2 separate regions of the Mus musculus genome follow, and region 2 is linked to region 1. A link is a contact called in public targeted proximity ligation data. All regions are on one chromosome and are shown on one strand. The core of a region is the stretch at or near the end of the contact, and the rest is flanking DNA. Distances in the headings are between cores, read along the strand shown. Region 1 overlaps Neat1 (nuclear paraspeckle assembly transcript 1 (non-protein coding)). Region 2 holds the start of Tm7sf2 (transmembrane 7 superfamily member 2).

Evidence for each region.
Region 2: a contact with region 1 is called in a targeted proximity ligation map of double positive thymocytes, with 6 read pairs. A contact is called at or near these places in 6 of 130 datasets of targeted methods (double positive thymocytes, embryonic stem cells, epiblast stem cells and 3 more) and 2 of 9 other capture datasets (adipose tissue and liver).

What each region holds. Positions count from the first base shown.
Region 1 is chr19:5,822,183-5,825,142 of GRCm38.p6, reverse strand. Neat1 (nuclear paraspeckle assembly transcript 1 (non-protein coding)) reads left to right here. Exons shown (of 1, transcript NR_131212.1): 1 at 1-435. Among named protein-coding and RNA genes, the nearest start is that of Malat1, 21 kb to the right of the region's middle.
Region 2 is chr19:6,066,587-6,069,578 of GRCm38.p6, reverse strand. It overlaps Tm7sf2 (transmembrane 7 superfamily member 2), which reads left to right and starts at 1,729. Exons shown (of 10, transcript NM_028454.2): 1 at 1,729-1,910; 2 at 2,260-2,456; 3 at 2,557-2,611; 4 at 2,886-2,992. The coding sequence starts at 1,859. It overlaps Vps51 (VPS51 GARP complex subunit), which reads left to right. Exons shown (of 10, transcript NM_001081041.1): 7 at 1-114; 8 at 432-553; 9 at 637-724; 10 at 1,204-1,737. The coding sequence ends at 1,464.

The DNA.
Region 1 (2,960 bases), core at 258-2,757:
GTTTAATTGTGAGTTATTGGCATAAAGTTGGAAGCCGTGGGAAAAGTATAAAATGAGAATAGCAACCCTCTTCCCCTCTCCTACCTCCCCACCACACAGAGGCAGCCCTCGGGTGGCTTAGGGAGTGTCTACACACACAGAGCTTACTGCACCAGACCCTGTCTCAGAGCAATTAGGCTGTGACTTGTGGTTCATTTTTTGGAGTCTGATTTCATGCATGCACTTCTCATGTAGGGTGGGGAACACTCACTTGGAGGCAGGGGGACATGAGTCCCCTGGAGCCTTTGGCAGGGCATCAGGACCGGCAGGAGTGAGCCTGGGAGGGGCACGGAGCCGCCGCAGGTGTTTCTTTTCCTGACCGCGGCTCATGGCCGCGCTCAGGTTTTGCTTTTCACCTTTGTCTGAGAGAACGAACGTGAGCAGGAAAAAGCAAAAGGCACTGGTGGCGGCACGCCCGCACCTCGGGCCAGGGTTCGAGTCCCTGCAGTACCGTGCTTCCTTCCTGCTCTGGCTCCAGGCCCCTCTTTCCTGTTCCCCAAAGGACTTAGCAGTTCCTAGGAGAAAGTTTGGCAGTTGCCCAGGGTTCTGCCAGGCCCTCTGTGTCCTTTGCAAAAGCAGGAGGCCACTGTGAGCCGCATGATAGCTTATATCTCTTCCAGTTCAGGGTATGGAGACAAACCCAGGTCACAGCTTTTCTCACAGTGGCATTAAAGCTGAACTGGGCCAGAATCTACACTGTCTTTCTCTCCCTCGTAAGCGCCAGCAGATCACCAGTTCCTGAGTTCAGTGACCTTCAGCACCTGGCGTCTTAACTGTGGTTTCTGTCTAGTCCTTTGACTCCTTGGTTGTCTCGTCTCTCTTCATAGTTCTGCTGGCTGACTGTTCTACCCTCTCTTTCTGGGCTTTCCTTCCAGGCTGCTGGTGTTTGATGGATACAGCATTTGGAATCCTTGAGATGCCTTCAGGGACCGAGTGCACCATGAGGCCAGAACCTGAGGCTCTCTTTTACTATCAAAGTCCATGAGACTCTGGAGACAGGCTCTCCACGTCTAACTAAATAGGAGCTCAGCAGTTGTCAAAGATGCTGGCCAACAAGCTCTGGGATTTGCCTGCCTCCGCACCCTCAGCTTTAAGGTTACGACATGTAGGACCACTACTAACCATTTAGGTAGATTCCAGCGATTCCCAATTCAGGGTCCTGAGGTAGCACAGCTGGCCCTCCCTCCCAGCTACCCTTCTTGAAACTTCTGAGGATACATTCATGTTTGCTATGTTTGGAAACTAAGCCAGAGAGTAGCAGAGAACACCTGGGCCTCCCTCCCAGCTACCCTTCTTGAAACTTCTGAGGATACATTCATGTTTGCTATGTTTGGAAACTAAGCCAGAGAGTAGCAGAGAACACCTGGGCCTGACTGTGCAGGGGAGTGAGCAAGACAGGCCTTGCAGTTCCCTAGCCAGCTGAGTCATGCAAACAACTGTGATCTCAGCATCTAGAGGCTGAAGCAGGAGGATCTGGGCTGGAGAAGGCAGGTCTCCGGCTAGTCTGTCAACCTGACACACAAGCTAGAGTCACTTGAGAGGAAGGCGCCACAGTTGAGAAAATGGCCTCCATGAGATCTGACTATAGGCAGGCATGTTGGGCATTTTCTCAGTAAGAACTGAGTTGGGAGGGCCCAGCAGCCTCTCGTGGGTGGTGCTGGCCCTGCGCTGGTGGTCCTTGACTCTGATGAGCAAGCTAGCGGTAAGCAGCAAGCAGCGCACTGCCGCCTCAACGTCAGCTCCTCCCTCCCAGCTGGTTCCTGAGCTCTTTGAAGCCTTGGCTTCCCACCATAGGCTCTGACTTAGGACACGTAACCCTTTCTTCCCCAAGTTGCTGTGGTCATGATGTTTCATCACAGCAGTAGTAACTCTTAAGACAGCAGTTCTCTCATCAAAATCTATAGTTTTGGGAAAGTCTCTAAATGTACTACCAACCTTGTTTTTTGGCTTCTGTAGTTTTTTGCTTCTGTGTAACTGATCTCGTTAACCGAAGTACATCAACCCAGAAACCCGGGGGGTTTGTGCTTAAAATTTCACCTGAGAAAGGCTCGGGCCTACACTGGGATCCTGAGCACCCCGTGTAGTTGCCAACCAGCTGGTAAGGACTTCCTATTGGCCTGAGCCTATGTCCTAACAGTCTTCTCTATAGGTACCCCACACTGCTGCAGCTCCCCACTGACTCTAGAAGGAATTCTAGAATGACAACTTAGACCCATGGCGCTCAGGATACCTTGGCTCTGGACATCCAGTTGTCAATTAATAAAGCGGGAGAGAGACTGGGGGGCATCAATCTGAGCAGTGGTAGGGTTTCCGGGGCACAATGGGCACAGTGCCAGCCTTAGCCTGGCACTGTGCCTGTGGGATCCCAGCTCCAACCTTCTGAAAAGACCGGGTCAGGATGCTCTGTGCCTCTTGCAACAAAGAGCAGCTTTGTGGTCCCCACCTGGAGGGCACATGAGGTCCACAGCCTGGACTTTTTTCTGCCTCAGGAATTTCAGCCTCGAGGCTCAGCTCTGACCCTGACCTCTCGCCTTAGGCATCTCTCCACTGTGTGAGCCCCAAGTCTAATCCTGGTCAAGATCCTGTCAGTTAGAACTACTGCTCTACCTCCAGAGTCCCCGCCTGGAATATCCTAACCAATTTACCTAGAAGCTCCTCCTTCTGGACCTAATTAGAGTCCCACACATTTTAGCGCTGTCGGAAGCCACCCACAGCTGGTGACAATCACTGACGCAGGCTTGGGAGCCTCAGTCACAGTCATCTCTAGCTGCGTCACCGATATTTATAGTTGTACCTAACTCCAGAAAAGGAAGCAGTGTTCCTGAACCAAGCTGGCAAAGGCACACTCCTGGGAACTCCGCTTGGGCACACTCCTGGGAACTCGGCTTGGGCACACTCCTGGGAACTCTGCTTGGGCACAC
Region 2 (2,992 bases), core at 480-2,979, 240 kb before region 1:
CAGATGCTACGTAAGAGTGTGGAGACCCGGGACTGGCTCAGTACTCTGGAGCCTAGGAACGTGCGTGCTGTCATGAAGCGTGTGGTGGAGGACACTACAGCTATTGATGTCCAGGTGCTGCCACAGGCCGGCTGCTGGAACCCCAATGCATGCTGGATTCCAAGGACCAAGACAAAAGGGGTCTGGCTGTACCCATGTCGTGCCACTAGAAGCCTCATTTCATACCTGTGGGATGTGCAGGCCCAAAGTCACCCAAAAAGCTGAAGCAGGGATGAGCTAAAAACTGGGTTTCAGACTAGGTTTTCCCTGCCTTGCTCCCACTCCCCTGATTGTGTAGGTGGTGACCATACCTAGGATTCTTCAACCAGCAGAGAGGGGAGGTTTTGTCAGTAACCATGCTCTGACCTTGCAGCGCATCTTTTCTCCCCCAGGTGGGGCTCCTGTATGAAGAGGGTGTCCGGAAGGCCCAGAGCAGTGACTCAAGCAAAAGGACTTTCTCTGTGTACAGCAGCTCCCGGCAGCAGGGCCGCTATGCACCCAGCTACACACCCAGGTCAGGCTGCTAGGAGCCTCCCTGAGAGACAGAAGAGGGAGGCTGGGCAGAGTGGCCTCTCACTCTTTCTTTCCCCCTTCCAGTGCTCCCATGGACACAAACCTCCTGAGCAATATTCAGAAGCTGTTCTCTGAACGGATCGATGTGTTCAGCCCCGTGGAATTCAACAAGGTCTGAAGTACCTTCTCCTCTACATCCCAGGGGAAGGGTGGCTCCCACACTAACCCAGAGAGCCCTAGGACCACATCTGAGCAGAATTAAAGATCACTTTACGTAATCTCTGTCTCTAGGTCCAGAGCAAAACCACCTTGTCCACACTTTACTCTCCAAACTAGTCTTTAGTCATCGGGGGTTCCCACTCATATCTTGATCTCTGCCCCTCCGAAGCCCAAGCTCAGCAATATCTTTCCTCCATTTTACTTTGTAGTCAGTGGTGACTGCTGCCCATCGTATTCATGAGGCCCCATCTCTGATCTGACCACCGGGGTTTACCTGCCCTCGCCTTTATGGTGGCAACATTGCATTGTTCCCTTCTTAGCTGAGCCCTAGAAATTTCTGTCTTTATCTCCCTTGCCTCTGCTCAGAATTTGGATGTATCCTCCTCCCCAAAAGACGGCAATCCTGAGCTGCATCCCTGTGTCCACCTGCAGGTGTCGGTGCTGACTGGCATCATTAAGATCAGCTTGAAGACACTACTGGAGTGTGTGCGCCTACGCACCTTTGGGCGCTTTGGGCTGCAGCAGGTGCAGGTGGACTGCCACTTCCTGCAGCTTTACTTGTGGCGCTTTGTGGCTGATGAGGAGCTAGTGCACCTGCTGCTGGACGAAGTAGTAGCCTCAGCTGCTCTGCGCTGTCCCGACCCAGTGCCCATGGAACCTAGTGTTGTCGAGGTCATCTGCGAGCGCGGCTAGAATCTGCCAACGAGTCGCGTAGTAGCCCTATCGCCCTGTCCTCCCTGTGCCCTGTTCTCATCCTAGAGGCCCTTCCCCGCTGGCGGGTTCATGGATCCTTCTAATAAACTTATGTGTCCTCCTCCTTCCTCTTGCCTGCAGGGGCGGGACCCGCCCGGGTTGGGTTTCAGTGCCGAAGCTTCTGAGGCGCCAGCATGGGGCCCGCCTCCCAGCGCTGATTGGCTACTGTGCTGGGCCCAGGGTGGGCAGAGGGCGCGTCCATTTAAAGATCAATGAACAAGAGCAGCAGCTTTTCCACCTCCGTGTCTGATGCAGAGCCATAACCCGGCATGGGGCGGTTTGTGTTTCCTTGATCGACTTTTGTGAACCATTGTTCCCCGGCAAAGCAGAGATCATGACTTCTCGTGAGGCCTCCCAGGCCCCACTGGAATTCGGGGGGCCGTTGGGTAAATGGGAAGGTTTGGGGTGGAGGCTGACCTGATGCCACTTAACGGGAGCAGGATAGGATACGAGCTCTATAGAAGGCTCGGAGCAGAAGGATCCGGTGCGCGGGTGTCGGGGTGTCTGCAGAAGAGGAGGGAGTGCTGACAGCAGCACAGCGGGGAGTTTGTGTAATGAAAGACAGTTGGGAGAGCAGGATGGTCTTTGGGAATGCCAGAGGGCAGAGGAACAAGATGAAAATTAAGATAGGAGTATGGCGCTGGGAAACTGCTAAGCAGGCAGGTGACTCAAGGCGCCCGAGGACTTGAGAGAGCTCTTGGGAGCAGTCACGCTACACAGTGGCCCTCTTTCCAGGCGTCGCGGCTTTACTGATCCTGCTGCCTGCCACCATGTTCCACCTGCTCCTGGCGGCTCGCTCGGGCCCGGCGCGCCTCCTGGCCCTACCGGCCTATCTGCCTGGGCTGGAGGAGCTGTGGAGCCCATGGGCTCTGCTGCTATTGTTCATCTGGCTCGGCCTGCAGGTGGCGCTCTATTTGCTGCCTGCACGCAAGGTGTGTGATCTGTTTTAACACACCAGGGAGGAGGGTGCAGGGAGGGCTGGAGCCTGGGAAGTCATCCCCAGCTCTTATAAAACCTGCCCTGTACCCGCAGGTGGCCGAAGGCCTGGAACTGAAGGACAAGAGTCGCCTGCGCTACCCTATTAATGGTGACTGGGGTTCCCCCCCCTCCCTGAATCGCAGTTAACATGGGTTGGGGTGGGTTCCAAGGGTGGTGGGAGGTTTATGGACCAGCTCTGATGACATGTTTGTGCCCTTATGGGAACCTCGCCGTGCATCTACCTCTTTTGCTACTACTCAGCTCCAGGCCAATGGCCAATGTTCTCCCAGAACTGCGTGTGTGTGTGTGTGTGTGTGTGTGTGTGTGTGTTGGCTTTGGAAGTATGCAAGCCACCCCAGGGCTCACTCTGTGCTGTGGTTCAGGCTTCCAGGCTCTGGTGCTAACAGCCCTGTTGATGGGGCTGGGGGTGTCAGTGGGGCTGCCCCTGGGGGCACTCCCTGGAATGCTCCTGCCCTTGGCCTTTGCGACC